Regions from separate parts of the Mus musculus genome. Here region 2 is linked to region 1. The links are chromatin contacts, called in public Hi-C maps. All regions are on one chromosome and are shown on one strand. Each heading gives the region's core, a stretch centred on a gene start, on an enhancer-like site or on the middle of the called end of the contact. The rest is flanking DNA. Distances are from core to core; before and after follow the strand shown.

The links. Hi-C and Micro-C count contacts between places; a contact is called where the count stands out from the background.
Region 2: a contact with region 1 is called in a Hi-C map of bone marrow-derived macrophages, with 13 read pairs. The contact joins two enhancer-like sites. A contact is called at or near these places in 1 of 484 Hi-C or Micro-C datasets (bone marrow-derived macrophages) and 1 of 9 other capture datasets (embryonic stem cells).

Annotation. Positions count from the first base shown.
Region 1 is chr1:178,671,479-178,679,221 of GRCm38.p6, forward strand. Kif26b (kinesin family member 26B) reads left to right here. Exons shown (of 15, transcript NM_001161665.1): 3 at 7,348-7,743. Among named protein-coding and RNA genes, the nearest start is that of Gm24405, 38 kb to the left of the region's middle. Within about 2 kb of position 4,028, at least 15 of the 459 cell types and tissues checked have an H3K27ac peak or open chromatin away from gene starts, as enhancers often do. A contact at or near this core is called in bone marrow-derived macrophages, where this site is marked.
Region 2 is chr1:179,430,916-179,438,658 of GRCm38.p6, forward strand. All of the region lies in intron 1 of Smyd3 (SET and MYND domain containing 3), which reads right to left. Among named protein-coding and RNA genes, the nearest start is that of Smyd3, 83 kb to the right of the region's middle. Within about 2 kb of position 3,451, at least 37 of the 459 cell types and tissues checked have an H3K27ac peak or open chromatin away from gene starts, as enhancers often do. A contact at or near this core is called in bone marrow-derived macrophages, where this site is marked.

The sequences.
Region 1 (7,743 bases), core at 2,778-5,277:
TCAGTTCTAGTGACAAGGGAGGCATGTGATGTCCTGTGGTAAAAGACACAGCACATGCATGCAAGCACGTCTGTCTGTCTGTCTGCCTGTCTGTCTGAGCAGAGAGTGCTTGTTTACATTTTCCTTATCCTGTTAATTGCTTGCTACCTGCCTTGGTGCAGCCGAGCTCCACGCATGTGGAACAGTCGTTCCCACTGAAGCTGCACACTCATGCTGGGGAGGCTCACATCTTTGCAGTGGTCCAGAGCAGGATGGCACAATCATGACATCTCAGCCTAATTTAGTTTCTTATGTAAAACAACTTTGGTCTGACATTTAACATTTCTCCCTTCGGTGGGTTTTTTTTCCCCTTTTGTCTCTCTGAGCTCATTACCCAGCATGTCTTTATACCTTTACACACACACACACCCACACACACTCACCAGGATTCATATTCATGTGCACAGCAATATATGATCTTCATTACTGGGGAAGTGCCACTAGCTCACAGAACAGACTAACAATGGTGGCAAATCCTGGGTCCAGGAAAGGTAGCCAGAAGTTTCTATTGAGGTTGTACATTAATGAAGTAGAACTGTGAGCAGCCTCTCTCAAGCAAGCTTCTTGCTGGGAGAATGTGTCCCCTGCCAATCAGAGGGACCCGCTGCTCAGGGACAGAGCCCTGGAGGCTGGGCACCCTTCCTACAAAGAGCAACCGCACATCATGGCTTCGTCCAACATGCTAATTCATTCCCTGGCTTATCTGCAGAGGTAGGCAGAGTCATCATCTGTTGTCTGGGAATTCCAGGAACAGCAGGAATGGAGGCTACAGACTTGGCTTTTCTCTGTTAATTCTTGCTGAGTAGATCCAACAACACCAAGGGTGAGGGAGACTCTGGCCAATATTCCTCTTTAGATCCCGCTCCTCACTTCCACCCGAGCCTCCGCTTTAAAAATCGTCACCATCAAACCCCTGTGGAAAATGACATGGAAATTCAGGGAAGCTCAAAAGCCATAAAAGGCAGAAACTTCTTGTGGGAATATGTGTTTGAAGGGGTGAACCACTCTGGTTTCCAGTGTTTAAAGTGCCCTTGCTCACAGGGTGAGCAAGCTATGGCCACACTCTCTTGAAGTAGAAACCTCACTTCTCCGAGAGAGACACTGCATCCAAATATTTGGACTCTGATGGGAACGGGCTGTTATCCTTAGGTCTACTTGACTTAAAGTTGGTTATCTATTGATTCACAAATGTTCAATCTCATAATTTACCTTCAGAAGACTCATTAATAAGGACACCTGCCTTGGTCAAGACAGAGCAGCCATAAAGAGCACCTGGGGAGAAAGGACACTCAGCAGGAAAGGTGACAGGGTGGGAGTGCAAACTCTAGGCCAGGGGGTGGTGTTCTCCCGGAGTGTGAAGGCAAATCCCCTTGATCTGAGAAGCTGCCTGCTGGGCAAAATAAAACATTGTATTCTCAGGGCCCTATGGTCTTTTCCAAGCCTCAAGGGCCAGTTGTTTATGGAGGGAGAGACTTCAGGAACAAAGTGGCAAGAAACTGCCTTTGAAGAACAGCTTAAATCTTGTGCAGTCTGTCTCTAGAGGCCTCGAGAGTAAGAAACCAGGAGCAAACATCACCAGGAATTTGTACAACACATGCTGGATGCTGACTCCAGCTGTTGCCTTCATCACAGACCCAGAGGCTTCGGAGGAACACATGCAAAGCACTCTTGGCTAAAACAGAGCACGGAATCACCTTGCCCTCAACAGTGGCATCAGCGTTTATTGCTAAGCAACCGATCCCGAGGAGACTGAAATACAGAACAGAAAGCAACCAGGAGCATCCATAAACACCACCGTCTGCCTGGCCAGGCTTTTCTTGCCTGAGCCCTGCAGATTCTGCAGCCCTCATTACAGGTCCCTCATCCATTGAAAATCTACTACCACCTGCTTGCTAGGGGCCAACCTCAGTGAACCACTAACTGGAATACTGATCCAGAATTTCTCAGCTGTAATGATGATCATGGAGTAATGGTTTAAGTCCATTCTATGTAAAGGTCTAGAAATTTAGGAAAGAGATGAAAAGATTAGCTGAGGCCCGAGAATCTATTAATATCAAGGCAGAAGCAGTAAAAGGAGATTGGCCACATGAGGCCCTTCAGTCAGGCACAATGGTTATGACTGGGAAGAGTTCTGAGCCTGAGAGTCAAATGCTTCAGTGTCCCTTCAGCCAGCTGGCTGTCACTGTAGCAAATACCAGAGATGACCAAGTTAAAATTAGAAAAAGTATTGTGGTCTCATGGTTCATACACTTCATGGTCAGTGGGCTACTGCTCTTTAGCTCTCCCGGGAGGGTATCAGACAGCAGTGTTGGGGAATCCATGTCAGAGTAAACCTGATCACTTCCCCACCAGGAAATGAAAGGGGTGGGAAGGGGCCACAGTCCCTTTCAAAGGCCTCTCCAGATATCTTAATGACGTCTGGCTAGGTCCTGCCCCTTAAAGGCCACAGCAGCACTCTTACTTAGCTCATGAGACTGGGGGAACATTTAAGATGCATAGAGATTTATTTATAAAAAGCAAAGGAGAGATGGTCATTGGATGAATTTGTTATTCAGTGGCTTTAACCTAGAGTGCACCCGTATCATTCATTCATTCCTTCCTTTACTCACTCACTCATTCATTCGCTTCACAAGTGTTCTTGTGAGATTCCTGTGTAAAAGGTAGTGTGCTAAACATTGAAGGACTTAAAAGCCAAAGGAATAGTTTCTCTTTCACAGCTCAGAGTCCAATGGAGAAGTAACTGTGTAATTAAACACGACCAACAGGCACCTAGGCCTTGGAATTGAAGATTGAAAAAGGAGGGATGATGGCATCAGATGTGTATTTTACTACAACTATTGTAGGGGTGGAGGGAAGTCATGACTAGGTGTGAGGAGACCATGTGACCAGGTGAAGGGGGGGATGCTAAATGCATTAACATGGCTGTGGGAATCAGAGAGAAGGCTAGCCTGGAGCATGGAGGCAGCAGCACAAAGAGGATAGACAGGGTGAGGCTTTCTAGAAACTTCCATTTAGAAAGTTTGGTGATTGGATGTGAATGAAAAGCAGACAAAGACGATTTTAGATTTCTACCCTGAGTAGGGTAGCTAATTATGTCATTTGCTTAGAGAGTGATTACGGGAGTGAAAGAAGATTTTGGGACAAAGGGATTTAGTATGGAGTTGTCATTTTGAAGGATGGTTTTGAATGGGTATATTGCAGAAGCTGAATAGGCAGGGACAGAAAAGCCGGAATTCCTAGACACCGTGGTAATGATGTGTATGGTCATTGAGGCCAGGATCACGGGGGTAGTTACCTGTGGGAATTAAATCTCCCAGATATATGACCCAGTCTAAGGGAGTCATCAGACTGAGAGAGTACCCCATAGGTTAGAACAGGAGACACGTTTCTCGAAATCCCCCTGGAACAAGCAGCAAAGCAATTATGGCACCCAACAGCCACACTATGGAGTTCCCTTTGTTCCTTTGTAGTCATTACAAACTGTGACAGCTTAGATGCGTGAACGTTAACTTCACTACCTCCTTCCTTCTGAGGACTATCACCAGGTACTCAGACATCTTTTCAAATTCCTCTTCATGTGAGAGATGAGACAAAAAATAATTTTTGCATATTTTCTTTGAAAGATAAGAGTACTTTGAGCTTTAAAATTTAGGCTAAAATATTGCATAGGTGCCAAAGGCTCGTTTTCATATGTGCTGAAGTAAAAATGGAGGTGATAAAATCGAGGTTCTGCCTGTGTGTGGTTTATGCTGCTCCAATTTGATGATTTTCTGAGGTCATAAGGTGGGTCAGAGGCAGAACAGCACACGTATCTCAATGCCCATAAGCAAGGCAGATGTCAGACTAGGGGGCTAGCTCTCTATCTCTGGCTTTGCTAATGTAGTAGTTCCTCTTATATTCATCTTCTGAGCCCTCAGTCCTCTCTGTGTCCATGTCAGGAAAGGCCAGCAAGTATATGCTGTCTACAGCTTCCTTCTCTGTTTGCTTCTACCTCCAAATGACACTGACTCCTCTCTGTCTTAGCATATGCAGAAGGCAATGACTATTGACCCTTCCTCTTTGAAGTCTTCAGTCAATCTAAAACATTTATAGTGTGCAGAAAAGCCCTAGAAAGACATGTTGGTTCCCGAATATGTCTCTCTGCACTTGTTGAAACCTAAGGATGGTACTAGCTATCGTAGGGCTTTTGAATCAAGAGCTGCTTAAGTGAAGAGACAGCTCTTGGTTACCAGCCAGCAACTGATGACTCATTATCCTTCCTCTTCTGGAGATAGCAGTGGGTCACTGGCAACTTCTTGGCAGCCTGAGCCAATATATTAGAAATAGGCCCAGCTGTGGCATTAGCCGGTTTGCTGGCTGTCTTAGGTCTGGTATTGGTTGTAGGTGGAAAAGAGTGTTAAGGATCTAGAGCCCTCAAAGATGGCTTGTAACTCAAAGAGCTACAGAGTTTCATAGTGTGCCTGTGTTGATGGATCCTGGAGTCACCTCAGATTAGACTAGAGGGGCAGGAGAAGGGTGTGGCATTTGATAATCTAGAAGCCAAGAAGGCCTCCTGGATGTGACCTCACATAGGACAGGAGTTGTCCATAGCTTCACAGCTTGGTGTACTGATTGGCACTTTGGAAGCTTATCAATTTAAAACATATCAATTTGTTAAATGTTGGAAACTGAGTTATAAATAGTAACAGGCTGAATATAGAAGGGATTACTTCAGGGAAGGGCAGTAAAAGTCAAAGACAGGGGTGAAGGAGTTTTCAGAATCAGAGTTGCTCATGAGCTCTGGAGGGCAGATGTGTTTCTGTGTCAATCAAATTTAGAACCTACGCCTAGCACTCCAAATCCAAAATACCACGAAGTCTGCACATGACTTTTCTTGTAGCCACAGGCTTACTGTAATATGTCTTCCTTATGATTGAGTTAACAATGGTAATATTTTAGGCAGGTCTTATGTAACCAGCGTGGCCTGGAACTCACTCTATATCTGAGAATGATCTTAAACAGTTGGTCCTTCTACCTCCCCTTCCTGAATCCTGAAACAGAAGGCTTCCATTACCACTTCAGGTTTATATGGTGCCCTGGGTCAAACCCATGGCTTTGGGCATGTTTGCCAAGTGCCCTACCAATTGAGTTACCCAGCAAAAGCATTGAAGATAAGCAATTAGAGGTTTCTTGAAGCCCAGGAGATTATTAGTGACTGGAAAGCATATGCTGTTGACTGTGGAGTCTGTTAAACTGCCCTTCTCAAGAGCGTGTGCAGATAGATGTCTTCTCAGATTATATTAAACTATGCAGTAGAATGTGGGAATGACCTAGACAATGGTGGAATGACCAAAGGACAAAATACCTCATGAGCATTTAAAGTAACATTTGAGAGTGGTATTTGTTGATGGGGAAGTTTTCTTATGTAATGTCATGTGGCAAAGCAATAAACTATTTCGTGACATATGGGGGGGCATATAAATGCCTTTTGAATTAAATGAACATTTCCTATAAAACTGTGAAAAGCCCACACGGATGTGTTCTTTGACTCTTGAAGTGAACAATCATGGACAAGTGAGTAGTCAAGACGGTCCACAGTACAGCGCAGGTTGTATCCAAAAGGATCTGCTTTTGTGGTAAACTGAGGTGACAGTCTCCTCTAGAATGGCCCCCTCAGGGGTTCTTTCGGGTCCCACATGCTTTTGAGCTGTGATTAAGGACTGCCTGGACAAAGCAGCTGTCACCGAGCAGGCCCCCACAGTGAGCCTTGTCTGGTTTGCAAGGCTTTTCCAGGCGGAACCCAATCATCTCAGCCTCCCAGCGCTCCAGCCACTTTATAGGCCGCCTTGAGTTTCTGCCTCCCGAGCCTTGCTCGATGCTGCTCTGTGAAGAGGCCTCTTGATTTATTAATCAATTAATCAGTGCACACCGAGGAGCTGCTCAGGGTAGTTAAACAGGGAAAACAAAACGCTGGGGTCCATCACGCAGACAGATTGTGATTAGGAACAAACCTCCCACTGACCGATCTTCCTGCCCACCATGGCTGCATGGCTGCCCCGAGTTACCTTTCAGACATGCTACTCCGTCCAGATGGGCCTCAGATCTATAAAACTGACACTGTTTTTCTGAAGGGTGATATATATATGTATTTTTGCATCCTTGAAGAAAATGACTCCAAAGATGAGCCTCATTCATTCCTCATAATAACTGTTGAGCCTTGCAAACTCTGCCAGGCCCCAAACATGCTGTGGTGGGTCTGTTCATCTGTGCATGGGCAGAGCTGTGCCATCCCACTTTCCCCACGAGGGAAGAAGTCCTAGGGCTGAAAGGATAGCTCAGCAAAGGCAGGGCGCAGTGGCTGCATGACTGAGGAGAGGTTCCGTGTGCTGAGTGCCTTATCTAAGGGTACATGGGACTCCCAAGGTCATAAGGAAATACTTTCACACCCATTTGCATCACCAGGGCTGTTTCTTCATGTAATCTAGTTTTTGTGGAAGTTAAAGCAAATGAGAGTCAGAGTGCTCACTACCCCCACTTCTCTCTCAGCTATGACCTCAGAGCATGAGATACAGGAGTGAGGGTTGGGACAGAGGCCTCACGTCATAGCCCAGGCTAGGCTGGAGCCTACAGTAGTCCTCCTCAGCTCCTCTAGAGCTGCCATTTACAGGTGTGAGCCACTCCACCTGGCTGATGAGTTTTCAGTAGTAGTTTTAAGTAAAACTTGTGGGGGAAGCATCTTGGATTGGTCAGGAAATGAGAACAACAGTCCAGAAGATTGGGTGGGGGGGGTGGTCCTCATGAGGCCAGTGACAGGTCAGAGTTTGCTGGCAGAGGTGTGCTGGCTGCTGGAGCAGGCTGGATCCTGGTTCTAGAATCTATTGGTTAGTTTTCTTTCCTGTGGTGCTGACTTAGCACACACGCTGCTGAGGCCAAAGTTTGGCAGAATAGGGTCTCTGTTCCCAGTCGAAAGTGACACTTCTGTCCTTTGCCAGTTCTCTGCCACCAAGAATGAGGTACACACCCCCACCATGCTGGACTAGGGAGAAAGCAGATTGTCTGCAATTATTTAGTGGACATAGGAGAATCTGAAATGTTCCCCATTGACTGAGTGGAAGGAACACCATGAGAGTGTGTTCTGTTTAGTATCTTTAAGGTTTTCAGCTTCTAACTCTTGCATAATGTCTGCCATCTAATGCTTTTCCTCTGGCATCTTCCTGGTGATGTCAATCAAATAGTCAAATCCTTGGGTGGCAGACGTCTGAACTGGATTTACCACCATCCAGTTACAAATTGCTCTTTTTTTTTTCTTCCTGTTTGTGTGTTCTGTAGGACCCTGCTTTCTCTGCTGTGATTCACGACAAACTCCAGGTTCCCAATACTATCAGGAAGTCGTGGAATGACCGAGACAACCGCTGTGACATTTGTGCCACACACCTGAACCAGCTAAAGCAGGAAGCCATCCAAATGGTGCTGACCTTGGAGCAGGCAGCTGGCAGCGAGCACTATGACACCTCTCTGGGCTCACCCCCTCCGATCTCCAGCATTCCCACACTGGTGGGGTCTCGCCACATGGGTGGGCTCCAGCAGCCCAGGGAGTGGGCCTTTGTGCCTGCCCCCTATGCCACTTCTACCTACACAGGCCTTGTCAACAAACACAGCGGCAAACCCAACAGCCTTGGGGTCAGCAACGGAGCGGAAAAGAAGAGTGGCTCCCCAACCCACCAG
Region 2 (7,743 bases), core at 2,201-4,700, 760 kb after region 1:
CAGAGGGGGCAGGACCTCTTGTGTGTTAGAGGCCCATCTACAAAGCAAGTTCTAGGTCAGCCAGGACTACACAGTGAGACCTTGTCTCATTAAAAAAAAAAATTAAAATTAAAAAAAAAATCAGTATGAAGCTACTAAAACCTGTTTTTATAATTTACATATGAATATTTAATTATACTACATATTTATAGACACAAATATGATTATATTATTTAAACATCCATTCCATCTAACCCTTGAGTAAATACTGCCTCATAAATATACTATATAGTTCAGATACATATATACACATACAGTTCAATTTTAGTGTTAATTTAAATCACAATTTATTTTACCTTTCCATGTTGACAGAATGGGTTCTATAACCTACATAATGGCCACTACGTTAATTACAATGCTCTTACTATTTATTATAAGTTAAACTACAACAATACTTACTTGCCCTGCATACATATTACAACAGTTTCCAAAACATTGTGGTCTTTATCCAGATTTAGACCAACCAAAGGAACTCACGGATCTTTTATGTCAATTATATCTGATAGTTCATTAATTAAAATTAATACGTTTTAAAAATACTTATTAATCTGTTTTTTAAAATTATACCCCCTACATCCTAGGCGTTGGCATGCATGTTTTCATGGGGAAAACAAAAAACAACAACAACAAAAAAAAAAAAAACATAGCTGTATTTCCCCAAAATAAAAGAGTTCATGGTGAGAGTGTCGCCATCTTTCCTTCCAGTCAGTCTCTCTCCTGTCCAGCTTCACAGAAGGCTGAGTTCTGAGAACATCCTCTAACACTCCTGTACGTTAACAATGGCGCTCCAAAGTGGCTGCAGCTGTTACACTCCTGTGGCAGTGTAAAAGTTGCTCTGAATCCGGATCCTACCAACCTCTGATCCCGCCAGTGGGCACTGCCAGGCAGAGATGTGAGGCTCGGCGTATGTGTTGCTGGGCTCCCTCCTCATGACTGCTCGGATGAGAACATCGTCACACGCCCATTCCCGTTCCCGTTCCAGTCTCTCTGAGGTGAGCTACCTGCTCACACCACTCACCTGGACTCACTGAGTTTTCTCATGGTGCATCATTTTTTGTTGTGTATAATGCGTTATCAATTAATTTCTCTAAGACTGTGCTTTTTCATCAACAAAGTTTTAAGAGAATTTAATGTAGTGGATAAATCATCAACACTACAGCCACATGAGCCTGGGACTGGACTGTAGTTTAGCTACGTGACAGTGGGCAGTGTGACCTCACTGAACTAAAATAAGAGTAAATAACAGAACGGGTTGTCCACACCTTATCAAATAATGTAAAACCTGAAATGCTCTGAAGTCACGGTCTGTTTAACTGTCAACCTCTTAGGGAGGTAACATGCCTATCTAAATAGATTTTTTTTAAAACTTATATACTTTCATCTCAGAGAGAAGAGTCAATGCATTCATGACTTTATGCACTGCTGGAAAAACTACTCGACAACTTAACGAAGTTGCTTTATGAAGGACGGGTTGTCTGGGTTTACGTTTCAAGGGTATAATCCCTTGCGGCAGGAAGCCATAGTGGTAAGGCAGCTGGTCTCAGTGTCCGCACTCAGAAAGTACAGAGATGAACTCAGTAAGCAGCTCTCTTCCTTTTTATTCTGTCCAGGCACCCAGCCAGCAGGATAGTCTCATTCATATTTGGGGTACATCTTCACACCCCAATTAATCTATTCTGGACATTCCTTGCGGACATGCCCGATGGTTTGCATCCACGGTGCTTCTCAATCTTGTCAAGCTGGAGAATCAATACCAATCACTCGCAAAGACGAGAGAGAGCAAAGACAAGAGAGAAGCAAGTATTTTTTTGATTTTTCTACCTAGATGACAAAAGAGAATAAGAAAATTTTAACACCAATGTTCTCTTCTTCCTACACATCAGGCTGCTATGAAACACCTTCCAGTAGAGAAAAGACAACTGCTTTCTGCAGGTAAGCTCACCCACTTCACCACACAGGCATCATCGCCTAGGTCGTTGCTCCTTTATAATAATCTCGGGAGATGGGACTCTGTAACTGATCAACCTTGAGGAAACTAAAAGAATCCCAATAGCAGTGAGTTAAAACATCTATTTTTCACCTAGAGAAAATCAGAGAAACCATTTTTAAAACGTCATTACTTGAATGCTTTCTCAAAAACCACATGATATTTTAAATGACAAATTTTAATTGTTTCTTCAAGATCTTCTTTTGAATGTCGCATCCTTCCAATTGTTGTGACTCTCCTTGGCTGGCCCAGTCAGATCGCTGTGGAGCTTTTAGTGAGCTACAGAAGATCCTGGGGCTCGAACTCTGGTCAGACTAGCGAGGCAAACACAGCTCCCTGCTGGAGCCTTTATTTATTTACTTTATTTACTTTGCTATTTTCTTAATAACTTGTTCCTTCTGCAAACTTTAAACTGGTTTTTACAGCCACATTTTTTCCCTCAATGGAGCAATTTTGAAATCAAAATGACAAGTAAACACAGAAGATGCTTTTAAAATGTATTTTACAGTGAATTTTTCAAAGTGCATCTGTCTCTCCCAAAAGACAGCTGCCATGAAGTCTGGCGTCCCAGAATATTTAAACTTACAGTATAAACTGCAAGTAAAAAGTAAGTCGCAGTGAACTGCTCTCTGACTATGTGGCTCGTGTTCCTGATCTCACTCTCTGGCAAAGCGTGGCCCTGCAGTGTCTTCTTTTTTAATCTTCTCAGTACCTGATATCTAGCCAAGCAACTCGTAGGTGACCTAAAAACAGTCAGCGAATAGATAAAGGATTCAGAGAGTTCGGCCCCATGAAAATCAAACGAGAACATACAGCATTATAAAGAGAAAGGACGCCATCCTTGCAGCCCTGAAATGCACCCTCACCACTCAGTATGAAAATGGCTATCACAGAGGCAAAGCCCAAACCCCCTACTATCAGCTAAATAAAACAAGACCATCAAACAAATTGCTGGGTCCTCAAAGGGAAAAAGTAATGATTAAAGTGAAAGGTTACATGACGTCATCTGTTCAGGTCAGCCCAGAAGGCCAGCACACACGGCCCAGCTCTTGGCACATAACCTCCATGGATAACCATGTCCCCACAAGCATGACGTCATCTGTTCAGGTCCAGAAAGACAGCACACACTGCCTAGCTCTCGGAAGACAACCTCCAGTTACCCCTGTCCCCACACGCATCTCTCCCCTTGCTCTTTCAAACCTGCACACACCCCTATTTCGTGAAAGCACCAACATTGGCAAATAATGTCTTACAGCAAAATCTGTCCCCTCTCTAGGACGTAGTCAATTCCTCTCCCCTGCCCTGTCCTCTTCCTGCCCTCCCTCCTCCATCCCCTTCCTTTCTGGCTTAGTTGTAAGCCAGTGGTTTTCAACCTTCCTAATGATACAACCCTTTAATACAGTTCCTCATGTTGTGGTGATGCCAACCATAAATGGACTCCATTGTTACTTCATAACTCATTTTGCTATAGTATAGTCATATAGCTGACATGCAGGATATTAGATGTGTGACTCCCAAGGGAGTCAAGACCCACAGGTTGAGAAACCCTTGAGCAAGTCAGTTTTTACTGGTGATGAAAATAACCTTCACCAACTTAAATAGTAACAAGACAAAGAAAGCCTCTGCTGTCATCACAGACAGGCCATCCACACTGTAACTCAAAAGACACTTCTATCTGTCAACCCGGCCCAGAAACATCAAGTGCTTTCCCATTCAAGCTAACACTTCTGGATCCCACTCAGAGTAAAAGGACACCCTCAGAGAAGAGTAAGCAGGGGAGCAGGTGGAAATTTAGAAGTCATAGAGAGCCAGATGGTGGCAGCGCACGCCTTTAATCCCAGCGCTTGGGAGGCAGACACAGGCAGATCTCTGAGTTCAAGCCCAGCCTGGTCTAGAGAGAGCTAGTTCCAGGACAGCCTGGGTTACAGAGAGAAACCCTGTCTTGAAAAACGGGAAATGAAAAAGAGGAAGAGGAAGAGGACATATGGAACACTAAGCAGTAATTCTACACTTCCGTATCTTCCCAGCAACACAAAACATTTGGTTGCCAAATCAACTTACATTACCTAAACACCACAAACACTTGTAGTCCTCAAAACCACTTGTGTTTATCTGAAGTGAAGCTATTAATATTTCTCCGCGGCAGTAACTATATAAAACAAGGCCCAAAACAAACCCAAATCAAGGGATGGCGTTTCCGGAAGCTGCAGAGTGTGTATGACTATATAAACAACTGATTCCATACTCATGAACGGGTTCCTTCACTATGGAAGACCCAAATAGAATAAGGAATGGAGATGTGTGAAAACTCTGTTTGCTTTTAACTCTGGCTCCTTCTGCTGTATCGCATTTTGAACTGACGAGCATACTGTTTTATTCCACGTGTGAGAAAGCTCTAGGTTCTTAAGGATCTCTAAGTAAAAAGGAGCCAGGCCAAGGTTTGGGTTGGATATGTAGATTACTTTTGTTGCTCATACCAAAGGCCTCTGGGTAATCAACCACCTTGGGAATCATCGTTAGCTTGCCATCACCTACTACCTACAACGCCGGGAAGGTGTCAGCAATCATCCTCCTTCACTTCCAAAAAGAAGGCATCACCTACTACATACCTATCCCCCGATCCCCAGAACCTGGTAGAGACAGATTTCCTGACTCTACTTTTTCTGATCATCCTTACTCAGATGCAACCTCTTTTTGGAGACGGTGGTCTTTCTGTTGACACTGAAGATGACTCTGCAGAAAGGCAAGGCCCTGACAACACTGTCATAGGTTGAGCTCCTGGTTGCCCCAGCATCCCTCTGAGTCACTGCGTTTATCCACTTTAGTGCCACTCAAGGATGTTAGGCCTGTGCATCAGCTCAGGCTTCTCCATGAGGCAAATAACTCCTACCTAGGAGACTTTCAAACCCAATCAGGGGAAGTGGCCAAGAGCCTCTAGTCTCCACTGCCATGGGGAGAGTCCCCTGAGGGTCTCACTTTACCCTGAATATTTGCTAAGCATTTGAACAATTTCTGTCCACAACACTGAGGCTGCTGTATGGAGAAGAATCTCCTACTTACCATCCAGCTTGACTACAAAGCCTTGTGTAACCCTCCACCTATTCTCACAGCCCAGTACTCAATGCCTACATAAATGAGCATACCACTGTCTGATTGCCTTTCTGGTACTGTCTAAAGGCTTGCTGGGGGTGGGGGGGACATTCACTTTGTTAATTCATATTTCTAGATTCTATCACAATAAGGCCTTGGAACAAGTAAACAAGCAATTGAGCATATGGAGCAAAGACAGGATTGGTAGAACTAGGAACTGAAGTTGAGTTTTCAAATTCTCACTGGAGAATTTAGGAGCAGTAGGAAGCATTAGCCACATGAAGAAACTGCTATAATAACCACAGCCAAGAGTAAGGATCTTCTCGACGGCAGCCGAGGCTCTGAGCATCTCACGTATATTACCTCTCTAAATCCTTACAGTAACTCCACAAGGAAAGCACCAATTTTATTACCATCTGAAAGGTGGTTAAGCAACAACAAAAAGTTCACAGAAATAAAATATATGTTGTATAATTCTCTAGAAGAATATATACAAAAGGCCAACAGACACATGGAAGATATTCAGCCTCATAAATCATTAAGAAAATGTCCATCAAAAACCTCAAAAGTATAGTCTTTCAAACACACGAGGATATTGACAATGACAATTAGACACGTTCACATGGATCAGAAGGATCAGAAGACACTGGAAGGTTCATACATGGCTGGTAAGAATAGAAAATAGAAACAATCTGGCAGTCCCTCAAATGTTAAACATGGCGTCATCCTGTGATCTAGCAGATTGGGGATGACAGCTAGCGGGAACAGGTTCCAAGGGACAAACGGGTTCTAAAACTGGAATCAGCAGCACAGCCCGGCAAATTATACAAAGCAAATGAGTGGAACGTAAGGGACGTGAATCAAATCTCGCCGAAAGGACTTTTTAATTAAGTTTCAAAAATAAATCACTTGCCCACGATAGGACAGTCACTGCAGAGCAGCACCAGAACAGAGCCCAACCTGAGCTCTAAATTAAAGAGGCGTCCTGTGTAGCTCTGTCTTCTAAAAGATCTGCATCCAAAGGTGTGAACCAAAGCAATGCACTCCAACGACCATTTTTATTTATGTATCTTCAATAGATTAGAAGCATGAAGGGAAAAAAAAAAACATGATGTAAAAATGACCTACTTTATTTCTGAATCACTTTCTATACTTGGCTGGCATCTTTCAATAAAACTGAAAATCAGCCAGCGTCAACTGCCTCTCCACCTGGAAAATCCAAAGAGTTAAAATCCTCCTACCCGCATATCATATCACTGTGACAATTATTCTTACTCCCTGTTCTTCGGGCTCAGGACTGTACTAGCAGTCTTCTTGTTGCTCCGATCATTTACCTGAATTCTTAGAAAACATGATACTCCCTCCCACAACACAGGCGTGTGACATGCAGAGGTAGTGACGCCAAGTGTCTCCGACACTTCTGAATCTAAAGAACCTGAGAAGACACGCACCACAACTGTCCTTCTCCAGCACAAGAATTTAACTCCACTGTATACAAACCTGACCGTGCGGCAAGACCCTGACACCGGAATGTCAGGCCAAAGGTCTCGCGGCAGAACCCACAACACCTAAAGAACAGATGTTCTCCAGAACCCAAGCCTTCGTCACCTCTGCCTGTCTGGAGAATCCTGCTTTGGGTTTCACGGGATCCCAGGCTCCTCATAGAGGTCATAATGTCCCAAAGGTGGGAATCAAGCAGGGTTCGGAAGTCATTTCTATAAGGAAACTGAACAACACACAGTAACAATGAATGCATGAATTTGTTATGCTATACTGTGCAAGACGGGTAATTTGGTCAACTTGTCAAAGAGATCCATCTTGGCCAGTCAGGCTTAAAGCCAGGAGACGGGTACTAACTCCTCCATTTCCAAACACATGACAGCCTTTCCACAACTACTCCACGCAACCAATCAAGAAATAGCAGCACAGATCTGAAGCCATAACTCTTTAGAATAAGGCAGGCTCTAAGTGTTTTAATATGTAAGTCCAAGTACAGAGATATGTCATCTTGCTCTGTCCCCGGAATGTTATGACACACCAGTAGCAGAGACCTCAGAGCCAATATCACTCATGCAGTACTATGGGGAAATATTTTATTTTTCTATTTCCCTTCAACCGGAGACAAATGGATGCTTTGCAAAGAGTCATTTGAATTGCCCTAAGGGGCTCTCTAAAAGTAAAAAGGACCAAACCAGTGGCTGTCAGCTGCCTTTGAAAAGTTGCCTATCTTCACTAATGGATTATAAGCATCACTACCACAGGGGGATGAGTGCTGAGGGCATGAGGAGTCCAATCACCACCTCTGTGCTTTGCCATCAGCTGAAGAATAAGACCACTGGTGTCGGCGCCTTGAGTGCATAGAGGACTTATAAAACCTGATTTAAGGTTCTAGGGAGATGGCTAAGTCGGTTAAATATCTGCTGCGGAAGTATCAGGGCCTGAATTCAGATGCCCATAAATGGTGTTAAAAAAAAAAAAGTACTCACCTAATACATCAAGCTCAGGCATCTACACACAAGCAGATGTGTACATGGCAGACACACACATACACACACACACACACACACACACACACATACACACACACACACAGAGTTTAAGCCAGCAAGGTGAGTGTGTAGTGACTG